Regions from separate parts of the Capra hircus genome. Here region 1 is linked to region 2. The links are chromatin contacts, called in public Hi-C maps. All regions are on one chromosome and are shown on one strand. Each heading gives the region's core, a stretch centred on a gene start, on an enhancer-like site or on the middle of the called end of the contact. The rest is flanking DNA. Distances are from core to core; before and after follow the strand shown.

Evidence for each region. A called contact is a pair of places that touch in the nucleus more often than the background predicts.
Region 1: a Hi-C map of blood shows a contact between it and region 2, with 2.3 times the contacts expected there. The contact joins the promoter of LOC102184324 here to the enhancer-like site in region 2. A contact is called at or near these places in 3 of 5 Hi-C or Micro-C datasets (all in blood).

The regions. Positions count from the first base shown.
Region 1 is chr5:109,480,554-109,485,613 of ARS1.2, reverse strand. It overlaps LOC102184324 (DNA dC->dU-editing enzyme APOBEC-3C), which reads right to left and starts at 2,332. Exons shown (of 8, transcript XM_013964351.2): 1 at 2,046-2,332; 2 at 403-559. The coding sequence starts at 2,059.
Region 2 is chr5:109,426,690-109,432,067 of ARS1.2, reverse strand. No RefSeq gene overlaps it. Among named protein-coding and RNA genes, the nearest start is that of CBX6, 33 kb to the right of the region's middle. Within about 2 kb of position 1,972, at least 1 of the 5 cell types and tissues checked has an H3K27ac peak or open chromatin away from gene starts, as enhancers often do.

The DNA.
Region 1 (5,060 bases), core at 1,083-3,582, 53 kb before region 2:
TGCTATATCTGCATTCTTTTATTTATCTAGGCCCCACCAAACTGCTTGCAGGATGTTAGTTTTCCATGCCCCCTGCCCTGGGAGCACTGAGTCTTAACCACTGGCCCGCCAGGGATGTCCCTATAACTGCATTTTTGATAAAAACTGGACACACTGCGAAAGGAATTTTCCTAGTATCTGACATGACACAGTCTGAGAACGAATGAATGGCAGTTGTGATTATATCCCCCGGTCACAACTTTGGGAAAACGACTTGTGCAAGGATCCTGAAACTTCGACAGTTTGCCCATCCACTCCCTGCTCCCGGGCTTTTCCTCCCTTGGCGGGACACAATGCCAGCGGCACTTGAATCTGCAATTCTAAGGCACCAAATAAATGCGATGAGTTTCCTGGGGCCCGTACCTGGTTATGAAAGACCCCCCAGTCGAAGGAGACAGGTGAGCGGTGTTTCCATCTTTTCACCCGGTAGCAGATGTAGGAGCAGTTCCGCCCATAGGCATAGAGTAGGTTGTGAAACTGGAAGTAGAAGGTTTCAGGATCTAACCTCGCCACGTGGTCGCTGGAGATAAAAAGAGAAAAGAGAAAATGCAGAAAGCGCCCCCTTCCACCTCTACCTGGGCATTCCTCCCAGCTGGTGTCTCCTGAGTGCAACACCCTGGCCACTCTTGGTGCTCAGCTTCCCAGCAACCCTCCTGGGCCTTGGGAATTTCCTGCTGCCTTTGCAGGCAGGAAGGAAGACTGGGGAAGAGGAGACGATGCTGGGTCAGCAGGGTGGGTGACGCCTCCCCCTGGGGCCCAGGCTCTGCTCTTTCCTATAGCACCCTAATCCCCACTCCAGTTTTCCTGCCTACCATTAGTAAAACATTAAAAAAGTAATAAAAACCTCTGCACTACAAAATAATAGCCTTTGACATTTCAGTTCCATTCACCCCTGACTTTTCACTTGTGCATTTGTTTGCTTGTGTAAATTTTTGTTGGAGTAAAGTTATTTTGTAACATTGTGTTAGTTTCTATGGTCCGGCAGAGTGAATCAGCCATACACAAGCATGCATCCGAGCTCTTTTGGATTTCCTTCCCATTTAAGTTGTCACAGAGCACCCAGTGGAGTTCCCTGAGCTGTAGAGTAGGTTCTCCTTAGTTATCTATTTTATACATGGTATCAATAGTTGTTTCAGTTTTTTAATGTGAGGTTAACACCTAAACTCACCAGCTCAGGCTACTGTTTCAACTGCTCCCTGTATCTGAACTCATCGACTCCTCCCCCAAAATCCACGGGAGCCAAGCCCATTTTATAGAGGAGGAAGCAGGGATACAGAGGGGGCAAGTAGCCCGCCCAAGTCACACAGCAATAAGTGATGGAGCTGGGCCAGACCAGGCCATTTCCTGCTGTGCCATCTGTGACCTTGCAGCTATGTGAAGTCTTGGATGTGGCTTTCTTTCTTTCTCACTTTTAAAACAGGAGCACTTCCTCTGATCTTTCCTCGATTCTAGGCTCGTGGTACAGGTATAAACGTGAAGCGTGGTCACCTAAGGTGTGGCCAGGTTGTAAACCATTTAATGGATTTATTTAAACCAATGGTTGTAAATAAAACCATTTATTTTTCTGCTCAGAGCTGAGGTATCCTTGGAAGAAGGGATGTCTCTACTTGCCTCAGAAAAGTATTCTCACACTGTGCTTACAGTGGTCTAAACAGTAGAGAAAATGGATCGGAGTGCTGTAAACACAATCCACCAGCTGCTTCAGCCATCCTTTGGCCAAGAGAACTCGCCCGACAGCATTTCAGACTGGGAGCTGGGCCAGAGGACCCTCAGAGAGGCGTGGAGGTGTGGGAGGGGCCAGTTCGAAGCAAGAGTGGGCGCCCCATCCCCGGAACAGGGCAGACTCCAAGTGGGAGAGGGTCCTTTCAGAAAAGGTGCCAGAGGGGGAAAAAAGAACGGGGCTGGAGCTGCAGAGACTTCAGGGAGAAGGAGGCTGAGGGACAAGACACAGCCCTAGAGACCTCGGGAGAGGGGGCCCAGTAGACAGAGCGGGCGGGCAGCAGTACCTGATCCAGGGCATCTGGCTGTAGCCTCCGCAGGCTGGTTGCAGCCCTGGCCTTTGTCTTGAGTGCGGGGGCTCCACTTCCTCTCTCAGGACTCTCGGATAGAAAAACCCCTTATCTGTGAGTGACCTCCCAGGCCGGCTCTGCGGAAGCCCGCCCTCCTTCCTGCTTTGGCACCGGGGGTGGGAGGAGGGCCCCGGGTGGGAGGGCCCCCGGGGTGCTTTGCTTCCTCAGGCTCAGATCCACCTTCCCCTGGGCCCTCCCTCTTGGCTGAGCTCAGCCTCTGATGGGGCCAGGCCCCTCCATGGGGTAGGACCTGACGTTACTGCAAAGGGAAAGAGAAAGTAAAGATGCCCAAGAGGGGGATGGGCCAGACCCTGGCTGAAGAGAGCAGACCGCGGCCCCGCTCCCACCGGGGGAGGGCAGGCTGGATCCCTCTCCACCCTACGCCCTCACCCAGCCCAAATCTGCGCCTCGCTCTACACCTGCCTGTTGAATTAATGGACGCCATGAGGGAGTGTGGCCCTTATGAGGAAGGAGACTGGTGGGCTCCAGGTTGGAAATTTACAATAAGCCACCCTTCTGGTTGCATTTCCTGAGATAAGAGATAGGTGGGTTCCAGTTAAGGAATTTACAGGGTCAATAGCCAATCTTTGACTCGTCCCTCAAGGGGATAATCACGACAAGGACAATGAAAGGAAAAAAACCCTGTCTGACAGAGGAGACCCTACAAACACAGAAACTCTCCTTGGAGTCAAGAAAGAAAGTAGAAAAGTATTTAGTTGCCTGACTCTTAGCGACCCCATGAACTGTAGCCCGCCAGGCGCCTCGGTCCTTGGAATTCTCCAGGCAAGAATACTGGAGGGGGTTGTCATTTCCTTTGCCAGGAGATCTTCCCGACCCAGGGCCACCAGGGAAGCCTTGGAATCAAAAGTCAGAGGATAATTCCAAGCCATGATGAGTCTTGCTCCTCCCAGAAGCCTTCACTTCAAGATCCAACTTGGCTAGGGTGGGCGTGTGCACCCCAGGGGAGGGTCCTGAGACAAATTAACCAGGGAGGACAAAGTAAGGCGATTGGCTTGAGGGAAGACATAGACCTGGAAAACTGCCCTTTTATGAAGGATTTATTATAAAGGATTTAAACTTCCCAAAGTTGCTAATTTCTCTCTCTCTGAGCTCACCCCCATGCCTTTCTGAATGTACTTCTTCTTTTCAATAACCTTTTTACTTTACTCTTTACCTTCTGCCTCCTTGCCTGAATTCATTCTTGATTAGGCAGGCAAGACTAGGAACCTTAGTCTTACCTGCTGACTCCTGTGGTCCAGGGGTTAGGACTCCTGGTCTGGAAAATGAAGATCTTGCTTCCAGTTGCCGGGTGCTGCCGTTTGCTCCTGACCGCATCCGAAATCATTCCCACCTCCAAGTTCCAGCCTGCTTGGTGTTCGGGCTATACAGAGAAGAACAAACCTGACTCCAGGTTGAATCTGTTCCTTTAGCTCGAACCCTTGACCTCTGCAGCCTGCACTCAGTCACGCTGGCTCTGCAGCCTTTTAAACCAATGTTGCTTGGAATTTCCCATGGATTCAGGTTCTGGGTCCCACTCTAAAGCAGGAGTGGTGGATGCTGGCCCCAGACTAACCACACGATTTTTTGTAAATATCACTTTGTTGGCACTTTTGAAAAGGGGGAAGTCAAGGAGTTCCCTGGTGGTCTAGTGGCTGGGATTTGGCGCTTTCACCACCACGGTAGGGTTCAATCCGTGATCGGGAATCTAAGATCTTCACATGCCTTGCAGCACAGCCAAAACGAAAAAAAGGGAAAATCAATCAATAAAGATTAAACACAGACACACACGGATATAAGAATGCTGCCTAGAGCCAGGACTATATGTGACAGACCAGTCTCCAGCCAGCCTCTGACCTTTAAAGGCCCTTTCCCATTCGCATAGAGATTAAAAGTTGCAGAACAGAAAGTAACAGCTATCTTGTTGGAGGGTTACAGGAACATGGGGACCAGATTTACCTGGACAGCTGCAAGAACAAAGGATTCTCACAACAACCAGCGACATCCCCCCTCCCCCTTTTAGGATTAAAGAAGCCTGAATTCTAACTCGGATAAGGTGGTTCTTTGGGACACTAGTCCACCGTGCTCTTGGTCTGCAGGCTTTCCTAATACAGTCACTATTCCTTGCCCCGACACCTCTTCTCTCAATTTATCAGCATATACCGTGGAGAGCAGTATGAGTTTGGACTCAAAAACAGGGCTTCAACATACAAATTTGCACACAAATGTTCACTGTGCACAAGTGACACAGACTTTTAGCCCAGACCAGCCTGTAACCCACAAGATTGCTTTGGTTGCCGCCTGGACAATGACGGTGTAATACTGCTCTCAATACGCTAGTTGCTGCTTAACACCCAGAGCTGAAACTGCCCTGCACCTGCCTTCCCAGAGGTCGTGTTCATTGCTACAATACCTCACCCGGAGGCCTGGAACATGGCTTGTTTTAGCTGGGCTTTTGCTGCCCTTAGAGGATGGACATCTCCTTGTGGGAATAAAATGCCTTACTTGGCACTCACTGCCAAATTGCTGAAAAAAAAAAAAAAAGTTTACCTATTTGTTTGGCTGGGCTAGGTCTTAGTTGCAGCATGTGGGATCTAGTTCTCCAACCAGGGATTGAACCTGGGCCCCCTGCCTTGGAAGCTCAGAGTGTTAACCACTGGACCACCAGGGAAACTCCCAAGTTATTTTCTAAAGCTCTAGTACCAGCAGACCCTTCCAGAAGAAACAAAAAATGTTACCATTCTGAGAGAGTCAGTTCCTAGGCAGATTGAGAAGAAGTCCAGGGTCCCCAAGGAGGAGAAAGGGGTCTGGGGCTCTCGAAGTGGAGATTAGGGGTCTGGAATTCTCAAGGAGGAGAAAAGGACAAATTCTTTTTCCCTCTACATTCCTTAGTCAATTACACAACTCAGTTTAAACTCTGTTCTAGGGATTATACAGCAACAATGTATCCGGCTG
Region 2 (5,378 bases), core at 723-3,222:
CTCCCATCCCACATCTCGTTCAAAGGATTTTCCTTCCTCCTTCCTCATTTCTAACTTGGTTGGTGCAAGTGCAGGAACTTCAGATAATACACAAAATACCTGTGTATTTTGGATAGAGTGAGTAGCCATTCCCTTCTCCAGGGGATCTTCCTGACCCAGGGACTGAACCCAGGTCTCCTGCATCGCAGGCGGATTCCTTACCATCTGAGCCACCAGGGAAGCCCCAAAGGTAGAAAGAAGACAAAAAACCCTTAGTTTTACAGTGTCCCCAAAATTAGCTATGAGAAATAGTTATCTGTCAAGAATCCCGAGAAGATCGGGCCATCAAAGGTCCCTCTGTGTGCAGTCTGATACGTCTGCAACAGTAGATTAGCAAGAAAGTCACCTTAGTCAATTAGTCATGCAAACAGCGCTGACAGCAAGTAGAAACTGATGAACCTTTGTTAATACCTTCCGAGAAGTCCCCAGCTCTACAGAGTTACGCTTTGCATTAAGTCACTCTTCAGGACTTTCCTGATGGTCCAGTGGTTAAGAATCCACCTACCAATACAAGGGACACGGGTTCAATCCTGGGACAATTCCACGTGCCATGGGGCAACTATGCTGTGTGCCATAACGACTGAAGCCTGAGCTTCAAGAGAAGCCACTGCAAAGAGAAGCCCATGCTCAGCAAGGAAGACTCAGCACAACCAAAAATAAAATTAGAGTAAATAAATAAAATCATTAACATAAGTAATTAACCCTTAAGTTATTAGAGGAAATACTCGTAGGAGGTAACCAGTGGCAAAACACTCGTTGTGAAAACTGAAGCAAATGAGTTGACAAATTCCTGAGAAAAGCCAAGTGACATCATTTGTCAGAATAAATGCTGGACAATACAACACCAGTCCAAACCTGAAATCTGTAAATTAAGATGGTGATCCTACCAAGCGAGTTTTGGAATGGATGGAAAATTTCTCGAGGTGCCAGAGGAGCATTTTCACCAGTCTCCCCTCCCCTCAAAGGAGTGGCTGAAAATGTAACTGCTGTGAGAAAGAAAATGGGAAAATATACCCACAGGAAGTGGCTCTGACTTGGAGAAGCCACCACGAGAAAACAAACCACAGACTGGTGTCCAATGGCCTCCCCCAAAAACACAAGGGGGCGGGGGCAGAGTTAAGGCACCTAAATTTTTTTTTTAATCCAAGTGACTTTGGCCTTTTACAATATTTTACACAATTTTTTAAAAGAGGATTTCAAGCATGTGGGAAACAGGCAAATTGTTTCAAAAACCCTGCGTGGCAAATTCAGTTTGCAAGTGTCCTTCAGATGTTTGCCAAGGATAATAAAGCCGACTGTTGGCGGTGTCCGGTCCTTCTTCCTCCCTGACGCTCGCTGGAACCCCAGGACCGTGCAGAGTCACAAGCAAGTGGTCTGCAGGAAAGGGGCGTGGCATCTCCATCGCTGGAAAACAGCTCGGCTCTCGCTTGGCAGATTTTCGAGAACCGTGATTGCCTCTTCCACGTGGAATCATTCTCCTCGCCATATTCACAGAATTTCTCCAATCGTCTACTATTTCAGTGACAGTCGGGACATAAACACGTGTCCTGCGCCGCATTTATGGCACAAGATCTCGTGTTCAAAACCGTGGCCCCGATGTCCCCTGTAGTAACAGCACTCGAATTGTAGCGGCCATCGTATTCTTCAAAAAGGTTAACAACTTGGCGTCTTGGTGCAGATCTCCTCTGCCTAGGCGTCTCCCTCATTTTCCTTTGACGCCAACCTCTTCGTAAACCTGCCTTCTGACCGCATGGCCAGGTTCTTGCAGCGGCCCGATCCCTCCCTCCCAGCCGCTAGGTCTCCGGCGTGGCTGCGGGGGCAGGTCCGCCGCTCGCTGCTGTTCCGGCCGCAGCCCGACGGGGGGCGACAGCGAGTCGGGGGCGCAGGTGGCGCGCGCGTAGGGCGGCCAGGCGCGTCTCTGGGGTGTGCTGGGGCCGGGCTGGGCGCCCGTTGCCATCCAGCTAGCCAGGGTCGCAGCCGGTCCCGCACCCTGCCCTCCCCATGCCCAGCGACATCCGTGCCAGGGTAGAACAAGGCTCGGCGTCAGGGGCGGCGATACCAGGGACTCGGCCTATTGCGCAGCAGCGCCGCGCACCGGAAATCTCTGAATATTGCATAGATCCTTCCTTGGTACGCGAGACGATTGACTCAACATCAAGCTTTGGTTTTGTTTAAAAAAGAAAATTTAAAAAAAAAAAAGGCTTTGGGGATTATTTTTGCTTGTTGAAAATCCATACCGATAAAATGATGTACTGAGAGTAGCCCTGATTTTGGATGTGTGATTGGCAAACAGAAAATGAAAGAATAGAATAATAAGAGGTTGAGAATATTCGAATGTACTTCTCTGAAAAAAAAAAAAAAAGAAAACCTTGGGGAGTCGGGAGGCGGGGGTGGAGGGCAGGCCCGCTCATGAGATTCTTCGGGTCGCAGATAAGGTTAAGCTCTCAGAAAGCGAATCTGGCAAAGGGATCCGTGTTCTTCATTTTTACGTGCCCCCACCCCTCTGGGTCAGAAGAAGGCTAGTTATGCCGCAGGAACAATCAGTCCTTGAAATCTCAATGGCTTAAATCAGTGGAATCTTTTTCTTGGGGTCTAGGGGACCCTTTTATCCGGTAGTGCTCGCCAGCCTCCTGGATGCAGGCTGAAGCCACCGAGGCTCCACCTGATCACTCAGCAACCTGGCAGGGACACTGTACATCACTCTCCAGCTCTTAAAACTATTGCCAGAAAGTGGTGTGTCACTTTTGCTCCCATTCTCATTGGCCAAAGCAAATCCCATGCTCACACCTAACCCCAAAGGTGTGGGAAAATAAAACTTCAGCAGGGGCAGGAACAAGGATAATGGGAGAGCTCTAATGTAGTCCTGATGGCCATCACATCCTCCAATTACTGTGCTGAGCCAACTTCTTTTTTTTTTTCCAATTTATTTTATTGAAGTATTTCAGTACTTCATGATTTACTATGTGTTCATTTTTGCGGTACAGCAAAGTGATTCCGTTATTCATGTATATATGCATCCTTTTTCATATTCGTTTCCATTATGGTTTATCACAGAATATTGAATATAGTTCCCCGTGCTCTATATATACAGCGGGTTGTTCTTTATCCATTCTATATTTAATAGTTTGTATCTACTAATCCCAAACTCGCAGTCCATGCCTCCCTCGTCTCCCTGCCCCCTTGGCAACCACAAGTCTGTTCTCTCTGTAAGTCTGTTTCAGTTCCAAAGATAAGTTCATTTGCATCATATTTTAGATTCCACATATAATTGATATCATATGGTATTTGTCTTTCTCTTTCTTACTTCACTTAGTAGAATAATCTCTAGGTCCATCCATGTTGCTGCAAATGTTCATCTGTCGATGGACATTTAGGCTATTTCCATGTCTTGACTGTTGTAATTAGTGCTGCTATGAACAGAGGGGTGCATGTGTCTTTTTGAATTATAGTTTTGTCTGGATATATGCCCTGGAGTGGGATTGCTGGATCGTATGGCAACTCTATTTCTAGTGTTTTTAAGGAACCTTCACACCATTTCCCATAGTGGCTGCACCCATTTATACTCCCACCAACAGTGTAGGAGGGCTCCCTTTTCTCCACACCCCCCTCCAGCATTTATTACTTGCAGACTTTCTGATGGTGGCCACTCTGACCCGTGGGAGGTGGCACCTCACTGTAGTTTCGATTTGCATTTCTCTAACAGTTTATCTGGGGCTTCCCAGGGATCCTGCCTGCCAATGCAGAGGATGCAAGAGACACTGGTTTGATCCCTGGGTCAGGAAGAAATCCCCCGGAGTAGGAAATGGCAACCCACTTCAGTATTCTTGCCCGGAAAATTCCATGAACAGAAGAGCTGGCAGCCTACAGTCCCATGGGGTCTCAAAGAGCTGGACACGACTGAGTGACGGAGAACACATACACACAGTAGTTTATCTAACTTCTCTGGGAAGGTCTGAGGGAATAAACAAGCCTGAGAAAGGGAAAGAGGGAAGATAATTGGAAAGAGGTCACATTTGTCACTGTTTTTATATTGTAGCTCCCCTTAAAAGGACAGAGGCCACAGCCTGGCAGAAGTTGGCATCACTGCCCCAGCTCAGCACAAGTATGAGTTGGCTTAGGTACAGAGAATGCACCTGCCTGGTGTGTTCCCTACACACTTAGCACCAACCATCTCCGGGCCACTGAAAAAACAAAAAGCTTCTGTAGAAAGGTCAGAACAGCGGGAAAGAGACTAAAGACAAAGTACTAACGGTCTCACAATTTTGATATATTTGTTCAAAGACTTGCCCGCTTTCACCCATCTCCTTCCACCCCCAACTCCATTTCTGTCGCGCTCTCTCTCACACACACACCAAAAAATGCCACTATGAAGCTTCAGAACATCAGGAATAAAGTCTTCAAAGCTGCCAGTTAGAAGAGATACACTGCCTAGAAAGGAGTAAGAATCAGACAGCCCTGGCAGAGGGCTTTTCGCTTGCAAGTTGCTGTTTATGTTTGCTATTTTTGAATCACTGTGGCTACTGTTATGTTGCATTTCCCCCCCCCAGTTCACAAAAATGAATCAGTGGCTCAAAAGAGGTTCTTCAAAATGTAAAGGAATGATGAAAATGGTATCATGAATCATCAGAAGAACACAGTAGGCATAATGAATAAATAGTTCTCCAGTGTATCTATGAAATGCGAAACTGCATATTCTAACATAGATAAATTCTTGGGTAATGATTTTTACACATGTAGCCATAAATGAAAATTCTGAATATAAGTTCAGTGAAAAATATTTGAAAATTTTATTTATTGGGCTAGCAATCCATTGCCCCTAGTCCTCAACATGTTACCGTTAAAATTAAAACTTTGATAAACAGTAGTCTGAAGCTATTTAAAAAAAAAAAAAAAAAAAAGGTTCCATTGTCTTTCAAAAAAGTAACCAATCCAGTTTTCCCGGAACAAGCATGAAATAATACTTTCTAAACATAATTAATATCCTTGTTACCAAGAGTGCAAAGGAGACCAAAGCATCACTCTAGGCATCGTTTTAAGCTGCTGCCCTCTTTAGGAAACGCACATAAAAGTCACACAACTACCAAAAAGGCTGTAAACCAGCTGCAAAAACAATGATAACGACTATTCTTGGAGAGAGAGCCAAAGAGACTATTGACAAAATTCCTTTATCAGATAACACGGTTAGACATTGCATAACATTAAGAATACACAAAAGTAGAAAAGCAATTAGTGCGTACACATGCTATCGGATAGTTTTGCTTTTCAGCAAGCCAAAACTGCTCACGTGGGGGGTATGAAGCAAGCCCTTGGCATATATGGGGTTCCAACATGAAGGAAAA